2 separate regions of the Arachis hypogaea genome follow, and region 1 is linked to region 2. Evidence: chromatin contacts called from public Hi-C data. All regions are on one chromosome and are shown on one strand. The core of a region is the stretch at or near the end of the contact, and the rest is flanking DNA. Distances in the headings are between cores, read along the strand shown. Region 1 holds the start of LOC112801530 (F-box/kelch-repeat protein SKIP11). Region 2 holds the start of LOC112801529 (peptidyl-prolyl cis-trans isomerase CYP23).

What was found. Hi-C and Micro-C count contacts between places; a contact is called where the count stands out from the background.
Region 1: a contact with region 2 is called in a Hi-C map of an unstated tissue, with 3 times the contacts expected there. The contact joins the promoter of LOC112801530 here to the promoter of LOC112801529 in region 2. A contact is called at or near these places in 2 of 8 Hi-C or Micro-C datasets (leaf and an unstated tissue).

The regions. Positions count from the first base shown.
Region 1 is chr5:43,885,414-43,890,541 of arahy.Tifrunner.gnm2.J5K5, forward strand. It overlaps LOC112801530 (F-box/kelch-repeat protein SKIP11), which reads left to right and starts at 2,604. Exons shown (of 2, transcript XM_025844319.3): 1 at 2,604-2,921; 2 at 4,149-5,128. The coding sequence starts at 4,248.
Region 2 is chr5:43,435,119-43,439,866 of arahy.Tifrunner.gnm2.J5K5, forward strand. LOC112801529 (peptidyl-prolyl cis-trans isomerase CYP23) reads right to left here and starts at 2,149. Exons shown (of 8, transcript XM_025844318.3): 1 at 1,919-2,149; 2 at 1,488-1,601; 3 at 1,231-1,379; 4 at 814-886; 5 at 633-722. The coding sequence starts at 2,029.

The DNA of each region.
Region 1 (5,128 bases), core at 1,354-3,853, 450 kb after region 2:
GTGGAATTAAGATTCAACTTTCATTATTATTGATAAGAATAACTAAGTCTGGATTTCCAATTTCTCATACCTTGCCAAAGGGTTTGCTTTACAGTATTTATTTATTTTAATTGTCATTTAAATTATTTGTCATATTTATTCCTCATTCTCAAAACCCCAATTTTACCTTTTTCATAGCCAATAATAAGAACATACCTCCCTGCAATTCCTTGAGAAGACGACCCGAGGTTTAATACTCGGTTATCAATTTTAAGGGGTTTGTTACTTGTGACAACCAAAACGTTTGCACGAAGGGATTTCTGTTGGTTTAGAATCTATATCTATAATGCGACTATTTTTTTAAAATTCTTTACTAGCAAAAAATCCCAACGTCAATTATTCACAAATTTCAGGATTGCTGCACCTCTCCACAGTAACCCTTAATCTGAAAGAAAAAATTCATCTAAAAGTAAAAAAAAAAAAAAAACAAACCTCTGTTATCCAACGAACTACAACAAAAATGGCACTAATATAAGAGCTATTAGAAAAATTAATAAGTGAAGGTTGAAATTAACATCAAAGACACATGTTAAATTAAGAAGAGAGAGAATAGAAAATTCTAAATGCCCACAAGTCAACTGGGGGTGTTCTTTGAAAGTGAATTTACAAAAAGAAGATTTGAACTTAATTTCTTTGTTTATTTGCAGAGGTATACCAATATCAACCTCTCATTCATAGAGAAGTTTTTTTTTCTTTTTAAATATTTTTAGAACATATTTAATTTATGTTATAAAATTTTTTCTATATTTTAATCTTCTTTTTAAATTCCATTATTCTAAATTGAATAAGATTTAGATATACTAATTGTGTTAGAATTAGTAAAAAAAAAATAAGTTTGTTATCTTTTACTCCAAACTAATATTTCATTTTGTTTTATTTCATTTCTTCATATTTATTATAAAAATTTCTAAGTATTTTATTTTAATTCATGAAATTTATTATAAAAGAGTAAACATTTAATTGATTTTCAAAAAATTTTAAATCAAAATTTTATTTTTTAAAATTATTTTATTATGTAGAAGTCTTTGAAAATTATTTATGTATATCTGATAAATTGATTCTTTTATTGATTTGAAGCATGAATAATTTATCTTATAATGATATTTTTTGTAACTTAATTGTCCTGGTGAAGAAGCAGTAGAAGGTGAGAAGGAAGAATTTTAAATTGTGCAGAACAGAAATAAATCGAACATGTTATTATGGTGAAACAATTGTATAGTACTAAATGAATGGAACATTATCCATTATATAAATTCAAATTCGAACAGCTTTCTGCATAATGAACCGAACACGTACTCATGGTGAAACAATTGTATAGTACTGGTTGAACGAAACATAATCCATTATATAAAATCAAATTCAAACAGCTTTCTGCATAATGAGCCGAACGCGTATTCATGGTTAAACAATTGTATAGTACTGGATGAACAAAACATAATCTATTATATAAAATCAAATTCGAAACACCTCTGTCTACAATTTAGATATTATCAATTCAATTCAGACTCAGAATACCTGCGCTTATTCAATTCAATTCAATTCAATTTAGCAATTGCATTCCATTCAATTCGATTGAAAAAAATAATCCATCAGCAAAATATTGGTGTTGTTGGTATTGTTGACGATAACAAAAGAGGAGAAGAAGAAAAAGGAGAAGGAGAAAGAGGAGAAGGAGAAGGAGAAGTAGAGAAAGAGGAGGAGGAAAAGCAGAGAAGAGGAGAAGAAGAAAAAGGAGAAGGAGAAAGAGAAGGAGAAGAAGAAGAATCTGCGTGCACGAAGAAGAAGGAGGAGCAGGAAGAGGTATACGTGAATTTGAAAGAAAAAGAAGATGACGTATACGTGTATTTGAGAAAAGAGGAAAAAGCAGCGCGGAAAATGCGTGTAATGACGCTCTTTTAATGAGAGTAATTTTTGTTTGTGTTAAATCTATTTAAATAAAACTTAGATAAAAAAAATACTTGAATGTGTAGCATAACCCAATTCTAAATCATTATCATCCTCTATACTTAAACAATAATGTCACGGGAGTAAAAGAAAAAAAAAGATTTTAAACAACAAAAAATAAGAAAACCAGTAAATAAGAAAAGAAGATTATTATGTTAAATAATTTTGTTATAGAATTAATTTTTCTCTATTTATAGTTAATTCATGAGTTACTTTATTGATTGATTGTTATTTTTTGTTAATTTACTGTTAAAACTGAAAAATCATATAATTATAATTTAACACTCAAGTTTGACCAGTCAAAATTCGGAGAGCGATTTTCAACAAACACTTTTTCACAATCAACCAATCCGGACGCGCCACGTCATTATACGCTGCGTTGCAGGTATCCTTCTCCCCGTTCTTCAAATTCACACGAGAAATTGACTAGCCGATATTTTGGAATCAAAATCGAACGGCGCAGAAACGTAACAGTCTCTCTCCCTCTCCCTCTTGTTTCGTGTCTATCTGTTTCTCTCTACTAAACACGTTGGTCCACCGGCATTTCCCGGTTACCGGTTCTGTTAACTGCGAGCAGCGCGGCGAACATCTTTTGGGCCCACCTACCACCTTTCGCAACCGTCCTCCACCACCGCCACATATCCTCCTTTCCAAAAATAAAAAGATTCCTTTAGTATTTTTAAAAATATGGAAGTTACTATTACAAAATTACAATTTCTAAAATAATAATTATTTTTTAATTATTTAATTGGGTATTAAGGTTGTGATTTAAGAGAGATAAGGGCATGGAAGTGAAGGTCCCCCTCTATCAGATTTTGCTCCAAAATCACAACAAAAGAAACGCTTCTTCTCTTCTTCTTCTTCTTCTTCTGTGCTTCTGTCTCTCTGTGTTCTGCTCAGCTTACTCGCTTCTCTCTTCTTCTTTTCTTTAATGCTGGGTATGTATGTTATTCACAGATTCACTTGTTGTCTTGTAATCTTGTTACTTGTTTGAGTAGTTTCTAATTTCTCTGGTTTCGTTTTTGGTGTCTGAATGAGAGAGAGAAAGAAAAAAAAGAAAAGAAATCAAATGACCGGGTCTATCACCACCGTTTGCTTGCCTTCTTCTAATTTCTATAGTTGATTTGAATTGATAATTCTCTTGTAGTTTATGAATTGATCATTCTACTTTGTTTCCTGCATTGTTTGATCCGTAAAGCAAGCCCTATCTATCATGGATCCTGAACAGGAAAATTGGCTTATTTCTCAAACGAGATAACTATGAATGCATAGTTTAATTATTTTTTTTTAATAGAAAAAATTGTGCGGGTATGTATATAAGATGGCTTGGTTCTATTTGTGATTATTCTCTCTAATTGTGTTATTATATGGTATAATGATATTTATGATTATTTTTTTCTACTTATCATTAAGATATATATTTGTATTAATAAATAGAGCTATTTGTCGTAGTAGATGCTTCTGTTTGAGGCTTGTTCCTATGTTCAGTTCCTACCTACCTATCATAAAAGATGGCTTGGTTCTATTTATGATTATTTTCTTCGTTCTTGCATTCTCCTTCCGTGCCTGTGAAGGCACTCGTTCCAGACAACCTTCATAGAGTGGTTCCTTTCTGTGAGGACTCCATGGAATACTATAGTAGTGAGATTGAGTTGCTGATTATGGTGAGTGAAGAAAGTGTTTGGAAGATTATTTTTTGATTCAATTTGAAAATTTGGCCATCAAATATTAATCTTTTGGGGATTTTTTTTTGTTCCTATTTTTTTTTATCCAACCTTGTAAGGCTCTTGCGTTTTTATTTGAATGATCTTTTGGTTAATTTTGTTTTCGGTTTGTCGAATCATTTGGGACATGGGCATCATGATTAATGGATTTTATTCAAATTTTGAAATTTCCGGTTCTGCTTTGGAGGGTGTTATTGGTATGTTCAATTGAACTTTGTGTGTTGTTTCTGTTCTTTAGCTTCATGTCCTGCAATCTCTCGTATTTTTTCTCCAATAAATGATTATTTGGAGTCTATCTGAGTGCTTAGCTGATTGGATTTCAATCCGAATCATGTATTTTTTTTTTTTGCTTGATTTATTTCTGGGTGTTGATTTTGTTTCTGCAAACAAGAATCAAAATTTGAAACTAATGAATTGAATTTCTTCTATTTTGTTGGACAGATTCTTGAATTTGCTGGGAATTTGTCATTTCTGGATTGAGGCTTTCTTCGTGAAGTGCCCATTTGTTGTTGCTTTCTGCGGAGAGTTAGAGAGAGAGACATGTTCGAAGGTCGTTCCTGTGTGGTTTCGAGATTGTTTCCTAGCTCGTGCCAGGCAGAGAACAACTGGTCTTACATGAAATACCTGCCTGAGTTGGACATCAAGAATAATGGCAAGCGCCCTGCGGAAAATATTGCATCCGAGGATGAGAATCGTCCGAGGAAGTATACTAGGATGTTGGACTCCAAACAGAAATCCCCTGAGGATAATGAGAATTCTGTAGTTTCCCAAGAGGATCAGGAAACCATTGAGACATTGAGTATCTGCCAAGATGGCGACGAAGCTGGTGATTGGACTGATGACCAGTCATTGGCTGAACAAGAACAGCGTGATGATGATGATGATGATGATGATGATGATTCACTGGAATTTGGTGAGCATCATTCTGATCAACAGCAGCAGGGTGAACATGAAGATTTCTTGGATTCAAGTATTCATCAATCAGACGAAGAACAGCAAGAGGATGAACTTGTGGCAGATGATTCATTAGATTCTGGTGTTCGGCAACCGAATGAAGAACAGCAGCGGGTTGAACTCAGGGATTTATTAGATTCCGGTGTTCAGCTTGAGCTTGCTGTGAATTTATTGGAATCATGTGGTCAGCAATCTGATGACCACCAGCAGAACCATGCTGGGGGTTCATCAGATTCTGGCTCTCTCTTGCCACGCATGAACCGGGACAGCTCAATCACCTGTCTCAGCCGTTGCTCAAGGTCAGATTATGGCTCTCTTGCCTCTCTGAATAGGGGCTTCCGCAATGTAATCCGAAGCGGTGAGCTTTATAAATGGAGGAGACTAAATGGTATCATGGAACATTGGATTTATTTCTCCTATGCTCTCCTTGAATGGGAGGCCTATGATCCGATCCGTCAGCGATGGAT
Region 2 (4,748 bases), core at 899-3,398:
GATGCCGACTACAACAATCACAAAAACCGATAAACTGATAACATTAAGATAGATCAGAAAAGCCAAAAAATTATCATTCAAATTACATTTCACCCTCAGACAAACTTGAACGACAGGTATTTGAACAGAATTTTCTTAATTTATTACAAAAACGACACTCGACCTTGGCAATAAAAGATTGCAGGTGAAGAATTCCAATCTACATGTTAGATATTACTATACAAAAACAGCAACCATGTCATAAAGATTCAACAAAGTTTTCCATGGTTGTTGACTGCCCAATACAGCCCTTCTCTTTTATCCAGACTTGATACCAATTATGTAAACATTTGAGAAGCAAAACACAAAGTGGGAAGAGTTAAGCTACATTTTACTATATAGAACAATTTTCCTAAAAACACACACATATCTATGCGTAAATCCCTAGCCTCCACACCACTCTGTTTCTTGTCTCATAAGTCTGTCAAGGTCTGCCTCTAGCTTCTCTTCAAATAAATGAATAGAAAAATATTGCAATGAAAATCCATAAACATCTCACATGTAAATTTATTAACTAATTTATGCATATGATCCACAATTTAACACTAAAAGAATGGTAAAATGCAAAATATGGATAGGTGTTTTAAGCTTACCATTACAAATATACCCTCTTTACGGGTAGGCAGCTGCTCAAGCTTTTTCAATGTATCATCACCTTTAGTAACTCTTCCAAATATTGCATACTGAAAAGAGCTCATATCAGCATACAGTACATAATGAAGTACATTTGACTGAATCATTTGAAATGATGTTAGGGCACTATGTCTATCCCACCGTGCCGTCGAGATGAGGAGCATTTCCAAGTAGTATCGAGAATGAGGATGAACCACTGTCTGGATCATCATACCTGTAAGAACAATCTTAAATACATCAAGGCTTCCAACAGTCACTGAAAACCAAAAGAGTAAATGGTGTAAGAATTTTAGAACATAAGCAATACAATTAAGATGAGTACGTTATCTAACTAACAAACTGATTATTCCCTATAAAAATCTTTTAAACTTTAGACTCTAGATTTTCTACAAGAAATCTCGAATGTATAAAAGCTCCCCAGTCCCTGCAATTGATAACATCTTCAAGAAACTTGCATCGGTCGTAACATCACAAATGAACACTTCCGTTCCACACAGTTGTATTTGAAACATCATACAAAACTAAAGAACCAATAGCTTCCATCTAGAGAAACTTAACCTTCCCATAGAAAGAATACCACGAACATGTTTGACTTCGCTAAATTCACCAACAACAGTCTTTTCAGCTTCTTTTCTTTGTTCCTCATTCATTGGAGCAGATCTTCCACCCATAACATCTGCTACTTGGGCCACAAACCCCTTATCCACCTGAACATTGAATTTAGAACAAAAATAAAAAAACCAATCACTTACATGCTGCAGCCACCAACTACATAAATACCTGATGTTACTTACTTACGTCCCGGAGAAACATACCCGAAAGAAATGGTTAGTGTTATAGCCTCCAAGTCTGACAAGCTTAAAGATGTGATCAACAGTTTTGGGTGCAACAGTGGGAAAGAAACCAAATTCAATATCCCCATAATTTGTCTGCATTCAGAACTCAAGTGATACACCATGAACAACAACAAAGATGCTGATGTCAATTTATCAAACAAAGTTATGTGCATACAAACATCACAATCAAGATGGATAAATTTCTCACTTAATCAACCACTTGATTCCAATTTTTCACACATAAACAAAATAACTAATATACTTCAGCTAAATCACAAACATGGGCATCCACAGATTACAACATCAACAGCCCTTACATTGAAACTCAGCTCAAGACTTTAACTTTCACTATAGATTCAAGCAATTATGAATAGCAGGTCAAAGAGAGTGTAACTTTTGAAGTAAAAAACCTGAAAGACAACGCGGGTGGATCCAAGTTGGGGTTCCAGGGAAGAAATTAAAGACATCAATGACAACAAAATGCAAGCATTGATCATAAAGCTGAATCCTGGGCTATACATTTTGAGCAATGTTAGATTTGGAAACAGCTTCAGCTCCTGAAATTGGAGTCAACCATCCCAATTTCGGAAAACTAAAGTCCTGAGTAGAAAAGTTGTGTGTTGGTGTGTTTAACGGGTATGGCATTTTTTTTTATGGTTTTTGGTCATGTTAAAGTCATTCGCAGATATGGATTGATAGTTGATACTATAAAAAAACTATATATTTTCTTTTGGAAAGGTGATAGAAGACATATTTTTGTTTCTCAATAAATTAGTTTGGCCCAGCAAGAATAAACTTTTAAAACATTTTCTTCTGTGTTTGGACGGGGCCTGGAATTTCGTAACATTTAAGTTGAATTTAAAGCTAGGGACTGCGTAACGTGCAAATATTCATTATGCCGAATCAGAATTTATTTAATATGAGCCCAATTTTTTTTCCCACAGTAGATAGATAGTCACGAACAAAAAAAAAAAAGTGATACAGTTGGTTTTTTTAGCCTTTATTTATTTATTTTAACTTTATTATTATTTGTACAACTTTGTGTTGCTTCATCTTAATTTTTACTCTTTATCAATATCTTTACGGTGACTTTTCAATAAATTAATTAAAATAATATTAAACCCAAACGATTCTTTGTTATAAGAATGTTTTTTTTTTGGTATTATATGTATTTTTAATATATGTGTGTAAAGTTAGTCTCTGTTTTTGGGTCAAGAAGTTGGTTCTACATATTTGTATGAAGCCCAAGAAAATTGGTTACAGATTTAATACAAGCTTACAAAGGGTTTATGGGTCTGTGAGCCTTATATGAAACAGGGGGTGTCCAGCAGGTATTCGTCAAAACATCATTTTTTGGCTGTGGACCTAAATTTTATTTAAATGTTTATTGTTAGTAAATAAATAGGAGTGCCAACCAAGTTAGGTTGGTTAGTGGTTAGCTCACTAGTCCACTTAAGCAAGTATTAGAGGTTCGAATCTTCTCTTGTATATGTAGCAATCCATTGGCTAGCGACAAACCCTTGAACCGCATGCAAATTTACACTATATTCTACCCTATCCATAACGGGTCGGATAGACAATCCTATTCCGCAAATTTAAGTATTGTTACCATTCTTATAAATAAATTATAAGATTCAAACTTCGAATATTTATTTAATTAATTACTAGATCAACCAAAACATAATCTTAATTAAGAAAGCTACGACCAAAAAACCAATTAGAATTCCAGTCGACAAATATATAGAAACAAGAAGCGGAACACAAACAAAAATAAGAAGAAATTAGTGTATCCTCCCAAAAAAAAAATCAAAAATAAAATCAGAGGAACGTGCATTATTGAATAAAATAATATTTTCAAGAAATAACTAGATATTTTCTTACTTGACGTTGCAGCTTTTTTCTCAGTATCTCACTCTCATTTTTCTTCAATCTCTATTTCACTTTCTTCTTTGCGTTTCCCATAAAATCTACTATACAAAAACTTAGCTTAAAAAATGAAAAGACAAACCACCTTGTCTTTTGCCAAAAAGTTATTATTATTATTATTATTATTATTATTATTATTATTATTATTATTATTATTATTATTATTATTATTATCCATAACGAAGACTTTGAACGGCAGAAAATTAAATCATAGGGTGCTTGACCTTTTAAAACCGTACATATAGGCATAGCCCAAATTTTGGGCACATGCTAATGTATGTTTAGGGTTCAACATTTCCACATAGAAATGATAGTAACAGGGAGCTTTTCTCCTCTTGTTTTTATTGTTCAACACCAAACTTTCTGTTGCCATAGGCATTAACCACTATAAATTAAAGTGAAATAAAAAATTGTACAGTGTATTACATGTGCACTAGGGAAAAAAGAACAATAACAACTAATTAAGCACAAAATTGTCAATTCTTATTATTACTAACACTGTTCATCATCAATGGAGACATGAGAAGGCTACTGCACCAGTTCCCTCTCTATATTCTCTATAAGTTATAGGTGTGATCGTTTTAGAATATGCCAATTCTTTCAAGTGGGAAAATAATTTGCCTAAACAAAATTCTCTAGCAACAAATTCTTTCGAGAGGGGAATATGTGCCATGTTTAAAGAGTGTGCTTGTGATCCTAATTAGGCCAGCAGAGCAACGCAACTGAATTAAGACTTTATTCTTTAATAATTGTTTGGCATTTTGCATCTTTTTTCTATCAATTGTAGTTGAAATACTGTTGTCTTATAATTTTTTTCTTTTCGTGTCTTTTTAATAATTTTATTATTTATTTTTGTTGTTGTTTTTGGTCATTGACAATTTTATTCGTTTGGGTGGATATGACAATTTTATTCTTCAAAGAAGAACCGGAACCTGATTCCAATTTGAGCTATTATTCTGGCCCAAAAGCCCAGCCCCAATGGCAATAAGCCAATAATGAGTGTCTCCATTCAATGTATGTATCTTTTGTTGGAATCAATTATGGTTGTTTCATGGAAATCTTAATAGAGCTTTACCATAAAATCATGCAAAATTAAAGAAAGAATGCATCATTGCCCCGAAAAACTAAATTGAATATATTTTCTCTCTTTTTTTTTTTCTAAATTGCTTGGTAAAGTGTAATTTTTTACCTTATATTTTTTAAGTGGAATGAAAAAAATGTGAAAAAAGATATTAAATAATGAAATATTACATTTTACTAAATAATTGAGAGAAGAAAATTAAGAAGATTCACTTTCTTATGTTTATGTGTAGT